Linked DNA regions of Sus scrofa: region 1 is linked to region 2. A link is a contact called in public HiChIP or PLAC-seq data. All regions are on one chromosome and are shown on one strand. Each heading gives the region's core, a stretch centred on a gene start, on an enhancer-like site or on the middle of the called end of the contact. The rest is flanking DNA. Distances are from core to core; before and after follow the strand shown.

Evidence for each region. HiChIP or PLAC-seq counts read pairs in DNA pulled down with a chosen protein or histone mark.
Region 1: an H3K27ac HiChIP or PLAC-seq map of skeletal muscle shows a contact between it and region 2. The contact joins two enhancer-like sites. A contact is called at or near these places in 4 of 47 Hi-C or Micro-C datasets (fetal skeletal muscle, psoas muscle and skeletal muscle) and 1 of 2 datasets of contacts at active chromatin or transcription factors (skeletal muscle).

What each region holds. Positions count from the first base shown.
Region 1 is chr1:30,774,815-30,778,214 of Sscrofa11.1, forward strand. No RefSeq gene overlaps it. Among named protein-coding and RNA genes, the nearest start is that of RPS12, 150 kb to the right of the region's middle. Within about 2 kb of position 1,632, at least 1 of the 83 cell types and tissues checked has an H3K27ac peak or open chromatin away from gene starts, as enhancers often do. A contact at or near this core is called in skeletal muscle, where this site is marked.
Region 2 is chr1:30,643,836-30,646,823 of Sscrofa11.1, forward strand. No RefSeq gene overlaps it. Among named protein-coding and RNA genes, the nearest start is that of EYA4, 70 kb to the left of the region's middle. Within about 2 kb of position 1,401, at least 2 of the 83 cell types and tissues checked have an H3K27ac peak or open chromatin away from gene starts, as enhancers often do. A contact at or near this core is called in skeletal muscle, where this site is marked.

The DNA of each region.
Region 1 (3,400 bases), core at 382-2,881, 130 kb after region 2:
TTTCTAATTTCTTGAAGCTAAAGCTTTGTTGATTTGAGACTGTTCTTTGAGATCTTTCTTCCATTCCAAGCTCTTTTTCTTTTCTTTCTTTTTTCTTTCTTCTTCTTTCTCCTTCTCCCTCCCTTTTTCTCTTCTTTTCTTCCTTTCTGCCTTTCCTTCCTTCCTTCCATCCTTCCTTCCTTCCTTCCTTCCTTCCTTCGTTCCTTCTCTCTCTTCCTTTTCTTCTCTCTTACTTTCCTTCTCTCTTCTTTCTTTCCTTCTTTCATATAGTGTTGAAGAGCATGAGATCTGGAGTCTGAGTCTGAATCTCAGCTTTCCCACTTATTGGTTCTGCGATCTCAGAAAATTACTCAAGCTCTCTGGTCCTCAATTTCCTAATCTGTAAAATGGGATTAAAAATAATTTTTGCCCATCAGATTGTTAAAGAAAAAATGAATAAAGATATGTAAAAAGCCAAGTTCTTTGCAATATGTGCAAGCTAAGTGCCATTATTATTACACGTGGCATGTATTCATAAAATATGTAGAATATACACCAAGAATACTCTATATTAAATAAGTTAGCTTTGTTTAAATGAAACATCAGCATTAGTAATTTCCTGTTTTTTGGCTTGTGCCTCATTTCTCACTGTATATACAAAACACTGGGTTGTAGTTAGGAAAGAAGAGAAAAATCTGTTTGTAATCTACCACCCAGTAATGGTTTCTAAGCCAATCGTAAGCAATTTAAGCACAGAAAAACTTGGAGAAGTCTCTGTTGTATTTCTTGCTTATAACAAGTATTGATTCAGTAAATAGTCCTTACGTGCTAATTAAGCTCCAGAAAATTAATTCATTACTAGTGTGTATTCCTTCTGAGTGACTTTCCGAGTATATGGTTTAAACAAATAATAATCAGCACAAACAAATACAGCCATCCCCTGATTCCAGGACACCCACAGGTACCAAAATCCATGGATGCTCCAATTCCTTATATAAAATGGCACCGTATTTGCATATAACTTATACATCTCCTGTAGTATAATATAAATCATCACTAGATTATGTATAATACCTAACACTATGTAAATGCTAAGTAAGTAATTGTAAATACAATGTAAATGCCATATAAATAATTACCTGGAATGGGTGAATTTAATTTTTGCTTTGTGGAACTTTCTGGAATTTTTTTCAAATATTTGATCTGTTGGTAGAATCCACGAATTGAGGAACCCAGGAATCTGGAAGAGTCATTTAAAGCAATGACTATAAGGCCAGGTGAAAAGTATAATTCCTAAAAATCAAGAATGAAATGGTTTTAAGAGACACCCCCAGAATGTAGTTTTGCTAGTTTCATGCTTGACATTAGGCAGGAAAGTGTTTTCTCCCTGCATCTCGCCAATTTTGGACAAAAGAAAAAAAAAATTGGTCTGTACAATCTGAAACATGGACCACATTTTCAGACACTTGAATTTTTACTTCACTAAGGTTGAATTTTTCCCACAAAAGGTCATAATGGCTGTCAAAAGAATCCACATATAAAATTTGTTTACCACAGTTTAAACAAGCCATTTAATCTGCAGCTGGTCTGGCTGCATGCGACAAGTGCAGAGGGTGCTGAGCAAAGCACCAGCACAGTCACACCATGTGCACAGCCGAGAGGCAAGTTTTTACACCATGTCTCACCAACGCATGGCATCTCTGCTTTCTGAGTGTGACCACGGGAGTGTGAGCCAGAATGAAGATGGGAATTAAAATGAGGAGAGGACGACCCACTTTACTGAGCACTTATTATGTGCCAGGTACTGTGCTAGGTAAGCCCATTACATATTGTCTCTTTAGGTCGGTTGAATAAAAGCAAAATTAGAAAAGCCTTTCAGGATGAACCATTATATGAGGGTTGGAGGTTGCAAAGACGAGCAGTCGGTGCTGGTTGGGATAGAAGTCACTGAATATGATTTTTAAATGCTCGTTCAAAGAGGGTTTTGAATGTATCTCTTCCTCTGTGTTATATATTTGTGGGACCAGCTTTCTTTGTTGCCATAGGTACACTCCAATCCAAATATCAATGGACATATAAAGTTTAAAATGTGTGGTTTACCCTATAATAGGAGTAGACTTTGGCTGTACATTTTTATTAATCCTAATTCCTTTTGCTATGATCTGCTTTTGAAACAAACAAGCTGCTACTTCGGCATTTCATCTCATTAATGTACACCATGGAAAAGGGTTTGTGAGAAACTCATATACGAATGCAGCATTATGGGTCTAATTAGCTGGAAGAATACCTGTATAAACGGAATCTGTTGGACACAATATACTGCCCTCCCCCCACTTACTTATATAATAATCCTGGCTTTCAGAAGACTAATCACTAAACACCATCTACACAGCATCTAATTTCCTCATCAAATTTCTCTGCTGGGTTTAGCCATGCTTGTCAACTTCCCAGCTCCCTCTTCAATAACTGGGTTTATTCTTAGTGTCTCGCCAATAAACATTCCTATGAGCAAACCCATGAAAGAATGAAGTCCAAATTTCTTTATCGCTCCCTCTTTCCAGAAAGTTTTTCTGCTCACACTCCTGGGAAAGGTCACAGGTAATTTGGGCTGGTCACTTCGGGGTGGCAGGATTGCAGGGAGCACATTGGGCTCTTTTGTTTAAGCCTCCCACTGACCACCAAAGGGGACCACAGGCTGCAGGGGAACCATTTAGGGACGTGGACAGATGACAATGGAAGCAAATCTGCCCAACACTGTCTCTCTTTAAGTGCACATAAAGTTGCTCAGATTCAGTTTCAGGACAAATGCAACTTTTTTGTGAGCAAATTTCTCTTCCTCATTGCTTATATACTAGACATTGCTGAATGTTTATAAGGAGTTAAAAAAACTACTTATTGTGGTAGAGAAAGGTGCCATGAATGAACTGAATGCTAATTTCTATTCATCTCAGTTTTACCACTTGACAATGGAATGATCATTTAAATCTCTCCCACTCAGCTTTCAGAATGTCTGCTTTTTCTTTCGAAAAGAAAATGGACACTTAGGAAATTGTGGAAATGCATGACTGCTGAACTGGCTATTTCTAAAATAGTATTGGCCTATGATGCTCTACGGGTTGCGTTGTACCCAGAAAAAGAGAGATTGGTGTCCTAACTCCCAGTGCCTCAGAATGTGGTGTATGTGGCGATCGAGTCTTTTATAAAGGTCATCTAATTAAAATAAGGTCATTAGAGGGAACTCGAATCCAGTATGGCCAGTGTCCTTTAAAAAGGGGAAATTGGACACAGACACACAGACATAGGGAGAACACCATGTGGAAGTGAGGGCAGAGATCGGGATCTTGCAGCACACACCAGAGATGACCAGCACACACCAGAAACTCAGAGAGCAGCACAGAACAGCTCTCCCTTGGGTTCCTTA
Region 2 (2,988 bases), core at 151-2,650:
TCTATGCTGCATTTGCACCGGGATGCCTGATTAGGGGAAAATCTGTTTCCAAGCTCATTTAGGTTGTTGGCAGAATTCATTTCTTTGTGGCTTAGAATTCATGGCAGTTTGCTTTTATAGAGCCACCAATGGAGACAGACTCTAAAGAAAGTTTGCTAGCAAGATGGGGATTGATTTAATGTATGTAGATATGAGTTATATCCTCCAACTTTTGCCATATTCTGTTGATTAGAAGTGAATCATGGACCCAACCCAGAAGCAAGGGAATTCAATCATACAAGGGCATCAACCCTGGAAATTCACTTAAAGTCTGTCTGGCACATCCTCTGACAGTTTATGAATAGCTCTACAAAACTTTTGAATAAATTATTATTATTATTTGTCTTTTTGTCCTTTTTAGGGCCACACCCATGGCACATGTAGGTTCCCAGGCTAGGCTACGCCAGAGCCACAGCAATGCAGGATCCAAGCCGTGTCTGCAACCTACACCACAGCTCACATCAATGCCAGATCCCTAACCCACTGAGTGAGGCGAGGAATTGAACCCAGGGATTGAACCCACAACCTCATGGTTTCTAATCAGATTCATTTCTGCTGCGCCACAACAGGAACTCCTTGAATAAATTATTGACAAAATTAATATAGCAACATCTTGAAAAAATAGAACATTATAATCTAGTTAAGACAACTCCAGAAATTCAAGGATGGTTCAATAATATAAATTTATGTTATAATCTATTGTATTCATAGGTCTACAAGGAAAAATATTATTTCCATAGATGCCAAAAAGGTATTTAACACAATTCAATATCCATTCTTATTTTAAAAAACACTTAAGTACTTAGTTGACATAACTAAATTGCTCCTTAACATAAGAAAATATATCTTATCTCAATAACCAGCTAGATGATTTCCTCTACATTAGGAAGAAGAAAGTACCACTATGATTATTCAGAACTGTATTGGAGGTGCAAGCCAATGCAATTAAAATAAACAAAGAAACTAGAAATGTGAAAATTAGAAAAGGAGTGAAATCAATACCTTTTGTAAACGATATAAATATGTACCTGGAACACCTAAGAGAGTTGATTGAAAGCTATTAAAAACAATAATAGAGTCAGTTATATAGTAGGGTAAGAAATAAAAATAAACCAAGACCAAGCTCAACTCTTACATAAATAAGATGAATATCATCCCTTTCTCTTGTTCTTGAGATGCAAGACTCAAGCTACCAGTGTTCCACCCTCTTCAAGTACCAGCCTCTTAATCTCACTCAATGACTTTAAAGACATTCGTTGGAGTCCCCACCCTTGAGGATGGTTGCCATAATGCTGCGTGTTCAAGGCCACACTGTTTATGATACCATATCTCTGTTCTCTCAAACCAAGGCATGCAATTCAATTCCCTCAGGAAGACATCTCTGATTATGCTCAGCACATTCTCAGCATGCCACTATTCTGCATGCTCTTGGCACTGATGGCAGCAGTTTGGTGTGTCCTAATTTGTGTTTCCTTATATGTTGCTTGCTAAATAAGTGTTAAATGGTGTGGTTTTTTGCTCAAATCAAGATTTTGAAAATCTTGTTTCTTCTAACCCCCACCATCCATAGTACCCAGCTGTAGTAGTCTATACCCAAGGAAGCAATAAATGATTCTTTTAATTTTTTAATCAATTTTAACATAAGGAAAATATTTCCATAGTTGAGACATTTTAGAAGATATAAAGGCATATAGTGAAGAGTCTGTTTTCTGTTCTATTCTCCATCTTCTCAGTTCTGATTACCTAACAGGCAACCCCTATTGCTACTTCCTTGTTTATTTTTCCAGAAAACATTTATACCTATGTAGGCCAATCGTTATAACTTCACTCTTTTCTTATCATTTTTGCATAAATAGTAACGGAATGTATTCATTTCTCTCACCCTTGCTTTATACTTAATGATATATTCCAAATACCTTTCCATTAATATATAGAAGTCCTCTTCAATTTTTAAATTATGCATTTCATTATAAGTAGTACTATCATTTACTTAACCAATACCCTATTAATAGATATTCATCTTGATTCCAATATTTTCCGATTACAAATAGTCTTTCCAACTGGCGTGTTGGATAGACATAGATTTGCATCAAGATTATATTTAGATTGATTGGTTGATTGACTCACAATGAAAATATAAATTGATGGCCTAGAATTACCCTGACTCTCTAAGATAAGTTTTCATATTAATGTTCTAATTCATAATGTGCTCCTGGAGAAAGTCTCACTAAAGGCCATATTCCATATTCCCCACTCCTGCTTGTACTGCAATTGTAATAGGAAACCAACCATTTTCATCAAGGGGAGGAATCACTCAAGGGAGAACTAGCTTTACTCGGGATTGTGAAAATAGATAAGGTAGCTGATTTCATCTCTTTCTATAAAAACTTCTTTAGTAAGGATGATATTTCTGGACACTTAGGCAGATGATTCATGTGCACTGAGGTAATCAAAATAACTACAGTTGTGGACCATATATCATCACATTGGTTAAGAGCTTGGATTTTGAAACCAGACTAATTCCACCTGTGACTCTGGGCAACTTATTAACTTATTTGCATTGCAAATGAATGCATCTGTAAACGTGGATAATGAGAATCCCTATCCAGTGTTTGAGAGTCACAGTAAATAAGTGTTATTATTATTACCACTCATTAGTAAATATTAACAAATACGTACTCATCATTCATAACAAAAGCAAAATGCTTACATTCTTCCTTTGGCCCTCTCGAAGACACAGTTGAGGCAGGCATGCGTGGAGTTGGCTAACATTGATGCCTAGAGGTGTCAAACTTGACTAGACCCTACAGAACCATTTGGCCAAGCTCACCAACCAGAAAGTGATATTTGCACCAATAAATTTGCCCAACCTCCATTTCTATATGCAGGCAGAGGCAGAGGCTTACATTTATGTATTTCCCTCTTCTCCTGATTGTTCTATTTGTACAT